Regions from separate parts of the Bos taurus genome. Here region 1 is linked to region 2. The links are chromatin contacts, called in public Hi-C maps. All regions are on one chromosome and are shown on one strand. The core of a region is the stretch at or near the end of the contact, and the rest is flanking DNA. Distances in the headings are between cores, read along the strand shown. Region 1 overlaps SPTBN4 (spectrin beta, non-erythrocytic 4). Region 2 has its middle 24 kb from the start of TRNAG-CCC.

Region 1 (5,381 bases), core at 76-2,575, 250 kb before region 2:
TTTCTAAGTCTGATGATGCCTTTTCTCTTGATAAAACTCTAATTTCTCCCCATCTCAGACAGAATAAGATCAAATTGTTAATCACAGATCACCTAGGCCCTGCTGACACTTCTGACTCGTCTCCTCCCTGTCTCCCCCTTGCCTCCTAGTCTCTAGTCATACTGGTCTTTCTGTTCCTGCAACAAGCTTAGCTCATTCCCACCCCAGAGACTTTGCATCTGCTGTGCCCTCTGCCTGGAATGCTTTTCCCTTTCATCTTCATAATCATTCAGCCACCAGCCTCTCACCAAGCCCTTCTCTGGTCCATATGATCCCTATTACTGCTTTATCATAATCTATTCTTATCTGTGTGACTCTTTATTTCTTTTTTTCTCTGCTTAGAATTGGTCCTTTTCCCACATATGTCTTGTTTACATATTGATGGGTTTATTTATCATCTGTCTACTGCTGGTCCCCCATGTCTTGCTCCATAAAGACAGAAAATTTGTCTATTTTGTCTCTGAACTGGAGCAAGACTGCCTGGATTCCTATTCCAGCTTCACTACCCAGCTGTGTGACCTTGAGCATATTACTTCACCTCTCTGAGCTTTAGTTTCCATGTTGGTAAAATGGTATAACGAATAATATCTAATTTATGGGGTTATTGTGCATATTAAATGCCAAGTGCTTAGAACAGAGTAAAATCTACATACATGATGATTATAATGATGATATTATTTCCTGGAGCATATTAGGAATATTTCTGGAATGACTGGATGAGTGGGTGAGGGACAACCTCTTAAGGCCTCCCTCTGGGTGGTGGGCTGGGCTGGGGTCACTTGGGATCACCTGGAAGCGAAGGATGATGGTCCAGACCAGCCCCAAGGTCAGTCGGTGGTTCCCGTCCACGATGTCATGTGAGCCCACGTTCTCCAGGTGCACACGCTGCTCCTTCAGGAACTGCAGGGCCTTGTCTACGTTTTCCAGTGAGTGGATCCTCATGCGACCACGCGTGGGCCTTGGCTAGGGCGGCAGGGTCATTAGGAGAGCCAGGGCCTGGCCAAGAGCACGTGCCCTCCGTCCCACCTCTTTCAAAGAAGGTCATCTACATAACTAGGCCCCTCTACCCCTGGTCCAGGCCACACCCCCTCAGCCTTATCAAAGACCCAGGATCCAGGCCTTCTAAAGAAGCTCTGCGCCACTCATAGCCAGACGCCTTCTAAGAGTCTAAGTCCTTTCAGGGCTTATTCTAGTTCCTGGTCCCGCCCCTTCAAGTTAAGCTCCACCTCTAAACTGATAGCCACACCTTTCATCATGAAGCCCCGCCCCCTGTTCATAGTCTTACTCCCGCCCCTTCCATTGGATCTCTGTCCCAGGCCACCACTGTTTTGCCTCTAGTCCCATGACCACACCCCTCACTTCCTCCTCTTCAGATTTGTGCCTAGAGCCACGCCCACTCCTTTCAAGCCCCGCCCCACTCCAGGAGTCTTCTCTTGTTTATGTTGCTGTTCAGTTGCTCTATTCCTTCCAAGGGTGCTCCTGTTCTATACCTTATGCCCCTCATAACTTCCAGAGCTTTAAGCGCTGGTCCTTTCATCAATCTCTAGCTCCATTATAACCCCACCCTTTGCAATGAAGTCCCATCCAAGCCCAGTCCCATCCAAGCCCAGAAATACAACTGCAACCCATACAATAAGTGGTATCCATACAAGAGTTCCATTTAATCCCCAGACTCCAGCGAACTCGGCCTCACTTTTCCGATGACAACCACACCCTCAACCATACACCCCTGCAACAGAGTTCTGCCCCAATTTTATAGCCATGCCTCCTGCTACCGCTTATCCAAGCCAAGCCCTTCTAATAAAGCTCCATCCTTCTCCATTAGCCCCCCACCATCACCACTTCCAATGGAGCCCCACCCAAGCCCAGAGTTCCTCCCCGAAGGACAGCCCTCTCCTTAAACAGAATCCCACCTCTGTTCCAAGTCAGACCCCAGGCTCTTCCCAACTAAGCTCAACCCTGTGCCATGGCCCTGCCCACCTGAATGAGGGGCCTTTAACCCACTCAGTCTTTCTAGTAAGCTCTGTCCATCCATTAGCCTGGCCCTGCAGTAGCCCAGCCCGAGACCCCAGGGTGGCCCCCTGTCCCCAGCCCTTCTGGCCCCCTCACCAGCTGCTCCCCGGACAGCACTTCCAGCAGCCGCGTGAGCACGAAGCCGTCCCTGAGGTCTGTGTAGAGGTCCCCAATGTGGCAGCCGACGCGGGCGAGGTGCGAGTTCACCCACTTGGTGAAGGTTTTCTTCTGCACAGCCTCCCGCTCATCTGAAGGACAGGTCCTGATGAGCCCCTAGCTCCTCCAGGAGCTCCGCCTTCCAGTTTCACCCCAGCCCTCCAAGGCCTGGGCAGTTCTCGCCCAGGCCCAGCTCTCTGCAACTATCAGGTCTTTGCAAGTGCTTCCTCCTATCTGAGACGCCCTCCCCTCACCCCCCTCTGCTGTCCTTTAAAATCTTCCTGAGATATCAGTTCCACAGGAAAACTGTCTTGTATCTTACCCTAGTCAGCTCTGTTCATTCGTTCAGTAAGTATTTGAGCGCCCACTATGTGCCTGGCACTGTTCTGGGCTCTGAATTCAGTCAGAGCCTTTTCCTGGCAGAGTTCAGTTTAGTGGGGGCACAGATAATAAGCTGGGGCTTCCCCGTGGTTCCACGGTAAAGAATCCGCCTGCCAATGCAGGAGACGCATGTTCGATACCTGGGTCGAGAAGATCCCTTGGAGGAGGAAATGGCAACCCACTCCAGTATACTTGCCTGGGAAAATCCCATGAACAAAGGCGCCTGGTGGGCTACAGTCCTTGGGGTTGCAAAGAGTCGGACATGACTGAGTGACTAAGCACACAGATAATAGTCTAGGGAGTTATAGAGGGTTAAGGAGGGAGGAGAGGATGAGGGTTGGGTCTCAGGAATATCCCTGGCTGCTGTGGGGAGGGTACATCTGAAAGGGCAAGAATGGTAGCCTGGAGCCCAGGGAGGAGATTGGGGAAAGGACTCAGGAGAGACAGGAAGAGGCTGGACCAGGCAGACATTGAGGGGATGGGAGAGGGGGGCATCTTGAAGTTATTTAAAGATGAAAAAGTAAGGGTTAGCCACTGACAGGCTGTGGCGGAATGAAGAGGAAGGAATATGCTAGACTGCATGTTCCCTGCGGGCAGGAGCCACATCTTCCCCTCTGTAGCAGCTGGATTGCCAGGTTTCCCTCATCCCTGGGGTAAGGAGTGGGCTTGGGATGACTTAAAGGGGAGGTGCAAGGTAGGGAGGAGGTGTGAAACTTCTCCTCGCTGCTTACCAAGAAATTGTTTGGGACCTCTCTTCCTGTCATTTCTTTTTTAAATAACAGTTTTAGTATGAGCTATAATTCCCATACTATAGAATTTGTCCTTCTAAGTTGTAAATTCAGTGGTTTTTAGCATATTCACAGAGTTATACGTGGGCTGCTGTCTATGAAGTTGCACAGAGTCGGACACGACTGAAGTGACTTAGCAGCAGCAGCAGCAGAGTTATACGACCATCACCTCTATCTAATATTGGAACACTTTTACCACCCCAGAAAAGAAACCCCATACCTGTTAACAGTCACTTCCCATTCCACCTTTTCCTAACCCTAGGCAACCATTCATCCATTTTCGGACTCTAAGGATTTTCCTACTCTGGATACTTCACATAAATGGGATCGTGTGGCCTTTTGTGTCCGACTTCTTTCACTCGGCATAATGTTTTCAAGGTTCATCCATGTTGTGGTATGTAGCAGTTTTTTATTCCTTTTTACAGCTAAGTAATATTCCATGCATGCTAAGGTGGGTGCTAAGTCACTCAGTTGTGTCCCATTCTGTGTGACCCTATGGACTGTAGCTCCCCAGGCTCCTCTGTCCATGGAGATTCTTCAGGCAACAATCCTGGAGTGGGTTGCCTTGCCTTCCTTCAGCTGATCTTCCCGACCCAGGGATCGAACCCACGTCTCTTATGTCTCCTGCATTGGCAGGTGAGTTCTTTACCACTAGCACCACCTAGGAAGCCCCAGTGATCCATTGTATGGATATACCATATACTACCTGGTCAGGGAACTAGATCCCACATAACTAAGACCAAGCTCAGCCAAATAAATAATAGATAAAATTTAAAAATAAATGTTTTTTGAATATACAGAAACAACCCAGTGAATCCAAATGGAATAACTTGTTTGCTTAAATGTGAGTTGTGTGCTTTTGGATGGGATGGGGGACCTGTGTGAACACATGATCAATGATCACACATAAGGAAGTAATAATGGGAAATAATGTAAATAGAGTGTTTGCTTATCCTGCCTCTGACAGCCAACACCCAGAGCAGATTGCAGTTCATGCTGAGGCCCGAGTGGAACTTGAGTGCATCCCCTGAGAGGGGCAGAATGAGGGCGACTGGATTCAGCTCTGCCTTTACTAATGACAGGCTATGTTGGGAAAAGCCCAAAGCCCATCCCTCCTCTTTGGGCCTCTGTTTTCCCATTTCCAAAATAAGGGGTTTAGACTAGGTCAGGGTTACTTCAGTGGGCTCTGGGGGACCCTGGGTGTTTGGGAATGCATGCTTGGAAAACAAGGACTCGGGAGAATAGTTTTTAATTTTGTAACTTCATTTCTGTGATCTGCAAAGAAAATTAGTAGTAACACATCCTGGATGGACTTCCTTGGTAGTCCAATGGAGGCGACACGGGTTCGATCCTTGGTCTGAGAAGTTTCCACATGCTGCAGGGCACCTAAGCCCACGAGCTGCCACTAGGGAAGCCCCCTCTCCTAGGGCCTGTACTGCTCAATAAGAGAGGCCATTGCAGTGAGAAGCCTGTGCACCAAAGTAGCCTCTGCTCACCGCAACTAGAGAAAGCCTGAGCTCAGCAACTAAGACGCAGCAGTGCAGCCAATAAATAATACTCTTTTAAAGATGAAGAAACACATCCTGGACTGTCTAGATGGTGACTTTATAGAGAAATATGCAGTGAGATTTGGGAGTTTGTGATTACAGTCTCGTTAGCATGGAGCTGGGATCCAGAACTGAAATGCTCACCAGGGCCAGGCACAAGGGAGAATGAGGCCCTGGTAAAAGGGAGCAGCAGCCACACAGCCCCACATGACTGGAGCCTCACAGGAGTGAAGGCCTGGTGCTGCCGTACCACGTGATAGCCCATGAGGTGCCAAAAATCTGGAGACAAGAATCTCCCTATTTTTAAATGCTGGCAACTGATTTACGTTTTTATAAAACACAGGGGGTTGAAACCAAATGTGTCCTAGAGTGCCAGTTCTGGCCTAAGTTGACATTGAATGTTGACTGTGCCTGAGTGCGTGTGGCTACCTCGCTGGGTGCCTTCCATCTGCCCTTC
Region 2 (5,388 bases), core at 2,741-5,240:
TTATTTTATTTTTGGCCACCCTTGGTCTTCGTGCTTCAAGCGGGCTTTCCCTAGTTGCAGCGAGCGGGGCTACTCTCTTGTCGCAACTGGAAAGCCCTAGAGTGCAGGCTTGGCAGCTGTGGAACATGGGCTTAGTTGCCCCACAGCATGTGGAATCTTCCCGGACCAGGGATCAAACCAGTGTCACCTGCATTGGCAGGCAGATTCCTAACCACTGGACCACAAGGGAAGTCTAGGAAAACCACATTTCTGTTTTGTCAGATGGTTCTACGTTAGACCCTGGCAATGGGGTTTGCTAGGAGATTACAGAAGTAAGGTGATTAAGTCATCCTGGTTTGCTCTGGGTGTCCCCAGTTTTAGCAATGAAAGTTATGCTTCCTGGGAACCTCTTTCCAGGGTGGTTGGTCACCTTATGCAGAAGGGACTTGCCTGCTGTTCTTGTAAGTGTTACCTCAGCAACACTTCTTCACTCTGGTGGCGGTGGGGGCAGCAGCAGCATTGCCTGAATCCGATCTGTAGTTTTCTAACACTTGCAAAGGGCTTCCCTGGTGCCTCAGTGGTAAAGAATCCTCCTGCCAATGCAGGAGACCCAGATTTGATCCCTGGGCCGGGCAGATCCCCTGGAGAAGGAAATGGCAACCCGCTCAGGTATTCTTGCCTGGCCAGTGCCATGAACAGAGGAGCCTGGTGGGTTACAGTCCATAGAGTTGCAAAGAGTGGACACGACTGAGCGACTAAACAATAACAGCATCAACAGCAACACTTGAAACACTAGTTTCATCAGAAACATCAGTGCAGTTGGCTGGTGCCCTTTCTTCGAATCTCTGTTCCCCCAGCTCTAGTGTGGTCCCCGCTTCCTGCAGTCGCTACTTCTATGCTGTCTTAGACTTGGGGTCCTCAGAGTGTGGTCCCCAGGGCAGCAGCATCAGTATCTGCTGGGAACTTGTTAGAAACACATCATTCTGGCCCATACCGGATCCATCAGATGCTGGTGGTTGTCCTCTGCAGTCTGCCTTTTAACAAGTCCTCCAGGCAGTTTGGCTAAGGTTTAAGAACCACTGCCTTAGGGATCTTTTTACCCTTGCAGTTATCTAGATAACAACTCTGTGCCAAGTTGGCAATTCCTTATATTATAGTCTATATGTTCAATTCTCCCTGTTAAAGTAACTGGTGTGGTTTCACTATCCTTACTGGACCCTGACTTGTTATGAAGAATAAAAGACATTATTTCACTTTTATCGCTCTTAGCAGGAAATCCAAGGGTTTTAGGGACTCTGTGTCAGGAGAGGGAACAAACACCAAATATATCTTTCTTAATGTAAATCATAATATCACAGGTAGACTAATCCAGACCCCATTGCAATAATACAAGTTATAGGACTTCCCTGATTGTCCAGTGGTTAAGAATCTGCCTGCCAATGCAGGTGACATGGCTTTGATCCCTGGTCCGGGAAGATCCCATATGCTGAGGCACACAACTACTAAGCCCACACTCTAGAACCCACGAGCCACAACTATTGAGACCACGTGCTGCAACTACGGAAGCCTGTAAGCTCCAGAGCCCGTGGTCTGCAACAGGAGAAGCCACTGCAATGAGAAGCCTGCACACCGCAACTAGAGAAAGCCTGCATGCAGCAACAAAGCTCCGGCGCAGCCAAAAATAAATAATTAAAAAAATTATAGATGAAGACTGTCCAAACTCGAGTGGTAGGAGTGGGGTGGAGAAGAGGCAACACACAGAAAATATTTAAAAGTTCTGGATTACTATTTGAGTGGAGAGAGGTATCTAGGACTGTTCCCACTTTCCTGGCCTGGGTTGCAGATGGACTGTGGTGCCAGTTCACAAAACACAGGCACTGCAGGAAGAGGGATGGGGTGATGGTGGCGGAGATGGTTGATTTGCTTTGGGATTTGATCAGGTTCCGGGTGAGATGCTCCGGTGCAGGTGTCCCACTAGCAGTTGGTTTTAGGGCCTTGAGCTCAGGAGAGATGTCTGAACAGGAGAGTTGGGAATGATCTAAGGTGGCGCTGACTCCATAGACCTGGCTAAGCCTCTCCAGAGAGATAGGCAGCCAGGAGAAAAGATCCGCTAGCCAGGTGTCATAGAATTACAGACCAGGACACACACTGGTGGGAAGTTATAGAAAGTCGAAGGGGCATTTCCCTGGTGGTCCATCGGCTAAGACTCTGCGCTCCCAATGCAGGGATCTCAGGATCCACCCCTGGTCAGGGAATTAGATCCCGCATGCTGCAACTAAAACCCAGCACAGCGAAATAATTAATTAAATTTTAAAACAAGGAAAGAAAGTGAGGGCTGAGGAAAGTTCACAGTGGGTCAAATATAATGGACCGGCCATGGAAGTGTATTAACCAGTTTTGGGGGTTTTTTTTCCCCTGTATCCTGATGCTTTGACATCTGGGACCTTGCTGACCCTGGAAAGCCTACCCCTGCCAGGACTAGCCAGTTCCTAGAGATAGTCAGTGATTTTCTTTGGAGCATGCTTTTCAAATGCAAACTAACCAATCTGGAGCCCACAGCCCCCTTGCCTGCTCTATCCGGCTCTCACACTCAGCCACTCTCCACCAGCTCTCATCACCCCCTAGGCCACGTGCCAGAAAACGGGAGACCCTGTGCCTCCTTCCTGCACAAAAGGTAGCAATCTGGGCACTTTAATTGCACCTTGCTTTTTTTCACTGTATCTTAAAGACTGCACACACACACACCCACCCACCCACTTATGTATCTGTACTCCTAATAGATCTTATTTCCTTTTACAGCTGAATAGTATGAGCATATTTTTGTGTATGCAGGGGATATTTGCATTTCTTTTTATGTGAACTTCCTCTTCGTATATCTTACCCTCTTTCAATAGGTTTCTGGGTCTTTTTTGCCTTGATTTTTAGATGCTCTTTATACTTTAGAGACCCTTTGTGATTCTAGTTGTAAATATTTCTTTTTCCATTTTGTCATCTGTAGTTTTTAGTTTGCCCATGGTGGGTTTATGTTTTGAACCTGTGAAAGGTTTTCATTTTTGCTTGGTCATTTAACAAAATGCTCTTTCATCACCTCTGAATTTTGATGAACCGTTTGGCAAATACACCCCACTCTCACACTTTCAGGTCATTAAGAGACTCACTAGTGTTTTATTATTTATGAGATTGTATTTTTCCACTTAGGTCATTGATATAGTTTGAATTTAAGCTGGTATCCTGTGTGAGGAATGGACTCAAGCTTTTTTGTTTGCTTGTTCATCTAGTTGATCCAATAGCACTAAATTAAAAACTTCCCTAAAGATTCTTCCTGAATTAAAAAGTATTACATGATTCTGTAAGTTTCCATAAGCAATTGTTTCTATTTCTGGGTTGATCTGTGTATGTAAGGGATGCATCCGCAACACATTGTTTTATATTGTTTTTACTATCTGTTTTCTCCCCTCTTCTTCTTCTTTTTCATTTCTACCCCCACATTTGCCTGCTGTACTTCCAAATAAACCTTATAATCAAGTTGCCTAGCTGTAGAAAAGAAAAACCTGATGACATCTTTATTAGGCTTGTGATACATTTATAAATGAACTCAGAGCCCTGACCTCTTTATCATGTTGGCAGCCGTTTTTTTTTTGTTTTTTTTTTTTGCCTTTCCATCCTTGGTATCCGTGTGCCACCTGGTGGCCACCATTCACAACAGCAATTGTTTTCTCTAAAGCTGCTCAAAATAATAAACGTTGGTCACCTCACACACTTTCTGTGAGTCAGGTATTAGAGGATGGCTTATCTGGATGATCCTTGCTTGAAGCCCTGGCTCATCCTCACTGTGAAGGCCTCACTCATCAGAAGACTTGAATGGGGCTGGGGAAATCCGCTCAGCCTCTTGGCCAGAAGTGTCAGCTCCTCCCAGGTGGCTCAATAGTAAAGTACCCACCTGCAATGCAGGAGACACAGGTTCAGTCCCTGGGTTGGGAAGATCCCCTGGACAGAGGATCCTGGCAGGCTACAGTCCATGGGGTCGCAAAGAGTTGGGCACGATTGAGCACAGCACACATACACCTCAGTTCCTCACTGTACGGCCCTCACCATAGTTCCCTTAGGACCCGCATCTGGATTTCCCTCCGGGCAAGTGGACCTGAGGTAGGAGGTAGATGGGCCTCCAGTCAGCTGGTGTTTGTCAAGTGGAGTGAAATCTTTGTTCTCACACAGACGTCCAAGGACAAAGCTAGTGACAGAAGCTGAGCTCTGCTGAAGTAAAGAGATAAGACGAGCACTCCTAAGGTCAAGGAAGACTTCTGCACTCGCGCAGGAAGACTCCTTGGGGGTCAAAAAGGAATGGGACTCCACCCCATAATAAGTGTAGGCATGTACCCACAGGTCTGTTCACTGGGATCCATCTTAACAAAAAATTGTGTGGGCATATTGGAGAGGGTTCTAGGACTAGTTGGTGTGAAAAAAAAAAAACACACAGGAAAATTGGCTGAATGTAAACAAAGACTTGGAAGGACTGACCTATATAAGTGATTTAAATCACCTCTTTACTGCGCTTCTCATTCACGACACCCGCACTTCTCTCCAGAGATCAGACCCAGAGGGAGTGAGGTGGAAGCTGCTATACTAGGTAATTTTAGACTTAGAGGAAATTTGCTGCTAGTACAGAGAATTCCCTGTGTATCTCTCACCCTGCTTAGAGTGATTAAACTCTGCTGCTGCTAAGTCGCTTCAGTCGTGTCCAACTCTGTGCGACCCCATAGACAGCAGCCCACCAGGCTCCCCCATCCCTGGGATTCTCCAGGCAAGAACACTGGAGTGGGTTGCCATTTCCTTCTCCAATGCATGAAAGTGGAAAGTGAAAGTGAAGTCGCTCAGTCACGTCCTACTCTTAGTGACCCCATGGACTGCAGCCTACCAGGCTCCTCCGTCTGTGGGATTTTCCAGGCAAGACTACTGGAGTGGGGTGCCATTGCCTTCTCCGGATCAAACTCTATAGTATTAATATAGTATTACAGCAGAGGGCTTCCCTGATGGCTCAGCTGATAAAGAATCCACTTCCTATGCAGGAGACACAGGTTCAATCCCTGGGTTGTGAATATCCCTTGGAGAAGGGATTAGCAACGCATTCCACTATCCTTGCCTGGAAAATCCCATGGGCAGAGGAGCCTGGTGGGTTATAGTCCATGGGGTTGCAAAGAGCTGGACATGACTGAGCGACTAACACTTTCACTTTCAGAGTGATCACACCCAGGACATTAACATGGCATCATATTATTAATTTAACTACCAGCCTGGCTTGAATTTTAACAGTTTTTCTGCTGATGTCTTTATGTTCCAGGAACAAATCCAGGATCCTACACTGAGTTGTCAGATGCCCTTAACCTCCGAGAGTCAGTGACCATTCCTCTT

Evidence for each region. Hi-C and Micro-C count contacts between places; a contact is called where the count stands out from the background.
Region 1: a Hi-C map of an unstated tissue shows a contact between it and region 2, with 4 times the contacts expected there. The contact joins two enhancer-like sites. A contact is called at or near these places in 2 of 11 Hi-C or Micro-C datasets (8-cell embryo and an unstated tissue).

Annotation. Positions count from the first base shown.
Region 1 is chr18:49,809,820-49,815,200 of ARS-UCD2.0, reverse strand. It overlaps SPTBN4 (spectrin beta, non-erythrocytic 4), which reads right to left. Exons shown (of 35, transcript NM_001192910.3): 2 at 2,149-2,300; 3 at 829-1,002. Among named protein-coding and RNA genes, the nearest start is that of SPTBN4, 10 kb to the right of the region's middle. Within about 2 kb of position 1,325, at least 6 of the 102 cell types and tissues checked have an H3K27ac peak or open chromatin away from gene starts, as enhancers often do.
Region 2 is chr18:49,562,198-49,567,585 of ARS-UCD2.0, reverse strand. No RefSeq gene overlaps it. Among named protein-coding and RNA genes, the nearest start is that of TRNAG-CCC, 24 kb to the right of the region's middle. Within about 2 kb of position 3,990, at least 5 of the 102 cell types and tissues checked have an H3K27ac peak or open chromatin away from gene starts, as enhancers often do.